Linked DNA regions of Sus scrofa: region 1 is linked to region 2. Evidence: chromatin contacts called from public promoter capture Hi-C data. All regions are on one chromosome and are shown on one strand. The core of a region is the stretch at or near the end of the contact, and the rest is flanking DNA. Distances in the headings are between cores, read along the strand shown. Region 1 holds the start of ACO1 (cytoplasmic aconitate hydratase). Region 2 holds the start of DDX58 (DExD/H-box helicase 58).

Region 1 (3,535 bases), core at 964-3,463, 110 kb after region 2:
GTTTATGGCAGACAATACTGTTCAATAAACTGTTTTGCTCTGGGAGGGCTCTTTCTCTCCATATTATTTTGAGTTAATATGTACTAGTATCATATACGTCCGTTCAGAAATGTGATGGGACAATTCAAGTCATTTGTTTTATCAGGAGAGAGGAAGTGATGAGAACATTCTTACCAGAGAAATGATCCTTTAAAAAGTATAGGTTGTTGGGATTTTAGGTTTTTGTTTTCTCTGTTTTCAGGTGGTAAAAGCAATACACGAATGCTGCAAGCTAGGCAGACATGTGATATTACAAAGAGTAACAGGTTCCTTCCATGGACTCTGGATACCACTGCCTGGAACTGGCTACTGTTAATAGTTTGGTATGCCTGTCTTCCACATATTTATAAGGCTACATATATGTGTGAACAAGAAGCCAAGGAAATGATCCAGTGAGGGATCACACCTACCACACACCAGCAGGCAGGACAGACACTGGATTCTGGCAGGGGCTAGGAAAGGGCCACTCACAGGGACATAGCTCTGAAAGTGCAAAGTGAAGGAGCCCCAAGATTGGGGGGATCATATTCCAATAAACTCCAGGCCACACAGCCACTCACAGAAATGAACATGGAGGAAAGGAAGGCAAAAACATGCCTCCCTGTTCTTTTGGAAATGAACTTCTCAACTTGCACAAACTCCTCCACACTTGGCCCCGGCTCCCCATCGGCAGGTCTCTGAAGGCACAGGTCCTGTGTGCCACATGACTGCCACAATCTGGACACGCACGGCTCAGCTCTGCAGGCAGCCAGAGGCATCTGAGAGCCCTGCCGGTTTCCAGAGTGAGGTCAGGCTTGGCTGAACCTACCAGAGGTTAACACTGTCCACACAGGGGGTGGTGTGTGTTCCCATTCAGAGAAAGATCACAAATAAGCGGGTCTAAAGCCCGGTGAAGTGACTAAAGCCTCTGAAGCATTTCCTTAGACCAGTGGTTCTCAAAGTGTGGTACTGGGGACCCAAGAGAGCCACGTGGTCAAAACCATTTCATTATAATACCAAGATGCTATTTGCTATCCTCGCTCTCACATTTTCAGGAGTCTACAGTGCAGTTTTCCAGAGGCTACATCACATGTAATAGTGCAACAGTCTGAATGCAGAAGCAGATGTAGGAATCTAGCTGCTGTCTATTACACCTGACATTAAAGAGATTTGCAAAAATACAATACAATGCCACTCTTCCCATTAAGATTCCGTTTTGAAAAGAATGGTTATTTTCATGAAAATATATCAACATATAATACATCCATTATTATTTTTAACTGAATTTCTAAATAAACATTTCTGTTTTAGTTATGTATGGTACATATACATATAACCCACATAAACCAAAGTCCTAAGTAAAGGGGTTTTTGACTCCTTCCCCCAAAGTTTGAGAACGGCTATCCTAGAGGCTGTCCAGACTCCCTACCCCCACCCGGGAACACCCTCACCCTACCTCCTCACACCACCCCCTGAGGAGGGTTCTAAGTGTGGCAGGGAGGGAGGATGGGCCATTCTAAAGTGCTGGCTGAATTAGGAAAGGCTGCCTGTGCTCCTTCCTGGATCTCTGAATCCAATAGGACGGGCTCTGTGCCCACCCCTTCCACGAGGGTCTCTTCCCCCTCCATTTTCATTTCAGCAGTTAGTGTGGACTCCCCATCTGTGCCCTCCTCAGTGCGGATTTCCCTATCTGGCCACCCGCAGCTCCGTGAGAGGCGCACACCCTCTTTGGGGTTAGGACTTCCCAGATCAGCCCGAACTGTCTCAACGTGGATTCTTCCGGCGGCCCGAACAGTCCAGGCAAATAAGGCTGAGGGGAGCCATTTCCCTGTCCTCCGCGCGGCACAATCTGGGGACAGGGCGAGGGGTCAGTCCCCAGGAACTAGTCCCCGATTCTCCCCTCGGCCTTCCCCGGATCCTCGCCCCGGGCCACCTTGTGCGCTGCAGCCGGGCGCCGGGAAGGTGCCCGGGTGCCGCGGGCTCGCACCCACCCCGCCTGGGCCGGAGCGGGCAGCGCTCTGGCCTGGGGACGTCAGTCGGGCCGCGTAGTACTCACCGGTACTGCACGGCAGGGTCTGACGGGCGGCCCGGCACCAGGCTGCGGGGCGCTCCAGTGCGCTGCTTGGTTCCAGCCGCTGCCTCCGAGCGCCTCCCTCTGTCGCCCTCGGGCCACCGGCCGAGGGGCGGAGCCGGGGCGGGGCGATGGTGGGGTGGCCGGTGCCCGACTAGGACCCGAGGCCCGAGGGGCGGGGTGGGGCGGGGCCTGTAGGCTGCGGGAGACCTCGCCCCCGCACGCCGGAGGGAGGGTGGCTAGAGGTCGCTGGCCGGAAGCTGTCTCCGGCCAGGATCCTCCTCCGCGGGCCCAGGGCCTGGGACACGCTCTCTATGGGGAGTGGAGTGTGACTGCCCGGCTCGCTAGAAAGTAAGCCCAAGGCGCGGGGAAGAAATGCTGCATTTTAAAATGATTTGGCCGTCTCGGTGGAGGCTTCATTATCTGGCGCCCTGGTACCTGCGGTCACCTCCCCTCTCTTTCCTTTTGCCCCCACCCCCACCCCTGTCTTTAATGACTTGCAAAGCACGCTGAATGACTTGCGGGGACTTCAAAGTTTCCATGATTACGAATGCAGAGTTTAAACGTTAATTTTTTTATTTTATTTATTTATTTTTTAATGTGTAACAACACTTCCTAATGCAGGCTGTTCACTTCTCAGAAGTCAGAGACATGGCCGAGTTGACACTGAGTGGGTTTTTTTGTCTGCACCGGCTTTGATATGTTGCTTGGAGTTGCGCCTGCTCAGGCAAAGGTGGATGATTAGGTCTTTCTAGATGAAAGGTGAGATATTCTTGCCCAGTTTATATAGAGAGTGATTATAGTTTTCTGTCTTGAGTTTCTGAATAAAAGGATGAATAAATAATAACTAATACTGATTCCGGCTGCTACCAGTTACCATGTACTTACTCTGCCAGGGCCCTGTGATGCATATGTTATTCAGTTCATTTCTTCCAATTGCCCCATAAAGGGAGAAATATGACCTTGTTTTGCAGACATGAAATGTTCCTTAGCTGGGATTCAGTCCCCAGGGATTTCTGACTCTTAAGCCCCATTTCATCATGCTGCACGGTAGGCTATAGCTGTCCCCTACTTAAATTTTATATTTAAATATAAAAGGTTATCTTTAATTTTGAAAGAGGACATATCCCTTTTATTTCCAGTATGGGAGAAGACTTTTTTCTCACCCACTTTCTAAAGTCCTTTCATTCACTTTCATTGAACAAACTCCAACCTGAGGAGTTCCCATTGTAGCTTACTGGGTCATGAACCCAAACAGTGTCCATGAGGACTTGCGTTCAATCCCTGGCCTCGTTCAGTGGACTAAGGATCTGGCGTTGCTGCCTTGAGCTGTGGTATAGGTTGCATATACCACTTGGATCTAGGTGTAGGCAGCTGTAGCTCCTATTCGACCCCCAGCCTGGGAATGAGTGTGGCCCTAAAAAGGAAAAAAAAGAAAAAGCTACA
Region 2 (3,321 bases), core at 573-3,072:
CACTGAAAATGAAACTTTAAAAACAATTCAATTTAGGGAGTTCCTTTCATGGCTCAGTCGTTAAGGAACCTACTAAGAACTATGAGAATTCGGGTTCCATCCCTGGCCTCGCTCAGTGGGTTAAGGATCCAGCATTGCAGTGAGCCGTGGTGTGAGGAGATGTGGCTGGGATCTCATGTTGCTGTGGCTGTGGTGTGGGCCTGGCAGCTGTAGCTCTGATTAGACCCCTAGTCTGGAAATTTCCACATGCTGTGGGTGTGGCCCTAAAAAAAAAAACCAAAAAACCCCTCAAACAATTCAATTTACATTAGCATCAAAGAACATAAAATAGTTAAGAATAAATTTAACAGATATGTATAAGATTTGTACTCTAACTACTATAAGATATTGCTGAGAAAATTAAAGAAGATTGAAATAAATGAAAAATTGTTCATGGATTCAAATATTGTTAAAAATGTCAAATCACCCCAGGTTCATCCAATATGCTTTTTTTTGGGGGGGGTAGGAATTGGCAGGTTGATTATTTCATAGTAAAATGCAAAGACCCCACAATAGTCAATATAATATTTACCCAAAAAAATAAAGCAGTATTAGCAAATAGATAAGTAGAACAGAATAGGCCTGCACATATACAGGCAATTGACTTTTTTTGACAAAGGTGCCAAGGCTATTATTCAACTGGAGAAGGAAACGTTTTCAACAAATGAAATAGTTTGTGGGGAACAATTAGAAGTATGGGAAAAAAAGAAGCCTTGACCCTTACTTAGCTCACACCACAATGAGATTAATCTGAGATATCATAACCTAAGTGTAAAAGCTAAAAACACAAAGATTCTAAAGGAAAACAGAATATCTCTATGGCTTTAGAGAAGGCAAAGATTTACCAAGGCAATAAATAAAACTTAAAAGAGAAACTGATAAATATCTTTGTGCTCAAAGGGCACTTTTTTTTTTTTTTTTCCGGCCTTTTATGGCCACATCCGTGGTATATAGAGGCTCCCAGGCTAGGGGTCCAATCTGAGCTGTAGCTGCGTCCACAGTGACGGGGGATCCGAGCGGCGCCTGTGACCTACACCACAGCTCAGGGAAACGGCAGGATCCTTAACCCACTGAGCGAGGGTAGGGATCGAACCTGCGTCCCCATGGATGCTAGTCAGATTCGTTAGCCACTGAGCCACGATGAGAACCCCTCAAAAGACACTTTTAAGAAAATAAGTCACAGCCTGGGAGAAGATATTTGGAGTGCAGATATGGCAAAACTCCAAGCCAAATCCAACAAACAAACACCAAACTGTCCCACGTGTGTATTTCCTGTAGGTGCATCACCTGTCGACCCCACGCCAGGTGGGAATGAGCCCCTGGACGGCCATTTTGGAAGGTGACGTCTTCCTGTAAAGTTAGACTCTGCCCTTCCGACCCACACAACTTGGGAAAAGTGGTTACACCGCATACATTTGCCAAAACTCAGAACTGTACGCTTAAAATCTGTGCATTTTACTGTATCTCGACCGCTGTAAAAGCAAAACGAAGAGAAGATGAACCTCAAAAAGCAATCCCCAGGGGTCCTCTTGGGGCGCTCTAGATCCGCGAGCGCCCGCCGGTTGGGGAACCACGCATCCGAGAAGAAATGAAACCGCGCTGGGAAAGTGAGGGCTCGGGGGTTGGGCCGGTTCCGCCCTTTCCCAACTCGTCGCAGTTTCGATTCTCGGTTCTTCAGCTACTCCGCCTCCCGGCGCGGGGTGCTTTTTAGGAGACTCCCGGCTCGCCGGGCTTTAGTGCAGCCAGGCGCAGACGAGGCGCGGCCAGAAGCTGAGCCGGCAGTATGACAGCAGAGCAGCGGCGGAATCTGCACGCTTTCGGGGACTATGTCAGGAAGACTCTCGACCCCACCTTCATCCTGAGCTACATGGCCCCCTGGTTTAGGGACGGTGAGTGCTTCCCAGCCGCTCCTGGCCCTTGGAGCAAAAAAACCCAGTTCAGGTCTTATTTCCCTCTTGCTTTCACCTGTTTTTTCACTCAATACTGGGAGCTTGCTAGGAAGGCCGGGTTTGTGGCAACATCTCCACAGCATTTTAGACGAGATTGTCGGAGTTTGAGGTGCCCGACGAGGTCAAGAAACTGAGTCTCAACGAAATGAAATGACTTGCTTAGGGGTGCACAACTGTTTACATTAGAAGCTGGGGAAACAAGTCACTGTCCGTTTTATTGGTTTCTCCTAATAGTTCCATTTACCGTGTGTTAGGCTTTGTGCTGACATCAAAGATTCAGAAATAAGATACAAGTCCTTCCTTAATATACTTTACAGTCTCAGAATTTGGAGGTGGGAGACGGTGATTACAGAGTGCAGTCAGAAGGCCAAGGATGTTGAGGCTTACTCTGCGGGACCTTATTTGCACTTGCAAGTAACTGGAAGCTTGAGAGGAGCAAGACTCCCTGGAGTGAAAGGCTCCAGGCTTCGATTCAGGTTGAATGTAGTTCATGGGGCCCATGATGATGGAGAATGGCCATTTTACCAATTTGTGTAGAAGTGCATGGTGGTGAGGTGAGCAGGGGCTTGGGGAATAGAGGGAGACAGTGGTGCCTGGAAGAAGTCGAGGTGAGAGAGGGGATCTGGCTCCCCTACAGAGCTTTCCTGCAGTGAGGCAATTTTTGGAAATTGCATTAAAGCAGGCAGGTAACTTGAGAGCTAACTGCTGTGTAAAACCAAACCACAGGCTGTGGAGTGAGAGGTGAAAGAATGCCACCAACATAAATGGACCCCTCCACACCACCCCACCCTTGCTTTCTAGTTGTGCTTAGAGAGAAGTAACAAAATAACATCATAATAACCACAGAGGAGCTTGGGTCCTTGAAGACTCTAAGTTGGACAAGACCTCTGTATCTCTTTTAGAAATCCTTGGAATGAGTGACACCTAATAATCATATTAATTTCCTTTTTCCCATGCACTTGTGTATTGATTCAATAAGCCAGAACTCATGTGTCAGGTATTAGGCTAGCTTTGGAGGGAATTTACACATATTACTAGACATATTGTCTAATAGGAAGTGTTCTGTTGGGAACTGAGGGATCTATAGAAATGGTTCCTGTCCTGAGAGAGAGCAGAGAGCATGTGTGAATGCATGTAACCAAATCAGTAAAGTGTGGTGAGTGCTTTGATGGAAAACCATAGTGTGCTATGGGAGTGCATAGGTGGAGTAGTTTTTCAGAGATAGTAATTTTAATTTATAGTTATAATACAATCACAATAAAAACACCAAAGGTAAGTTTAAAAAAAGTAAGCTGAAGAACATTTTGTATACTCTTTTATTGTTTTGTTTTGT

The links. Promoter capture Hi-C pulls out the DNA fragments that hold promoters and counts their contacts.
Region 1: a contact with region 2 is called in a promoter capture Hi-C map of liver, with 6 times the contacts expected there. The contact joins the promoter of ACO1 here to the promoter of DDX58 in region 2. A contact is called at or near these places in 2 of 5 promoter capture datasets (fetal skeletal muscle and liver), 11 of 47 Hi-C or Micro-C datasets (embryonic fibroblasts, fetal heart ventricle, fetal liver and 5 more) and 2 of 2 datasets of contacts at active chromatin or transcription factors (alveolar macrophages and skeletal muscle).

Annotation. Positions count from the first base shown.
Region 1 is chr10:33,999,682-34,003,216 of Sscrofa11.1, forward strand. ACO1 (cytoplasmic aconitate hydratase) reads right to left here and starts at 2,214. Exons shown (of 21, transcript XM_003357729.3): 1 at 2,075-2,214. LOC110255598 reads left to right here and starts at 1,525. Exons shown (of 3, transcript XM_021064275.1): 1 at 1,525-1,885; 2 at 1,966-2,440. The coding sequence starts at 1,525.
Region 2 is chr10:33,889,989-33,893,309 of Sscrofa11.1, forward strand. DDX58 (DExD/H-box helicase 58) reads left to right here and starts at 1,823. Exons shown (of 18, transcript NM_213804.2): 1 at 1,823-1,928. The coding sequence starts at 1,823.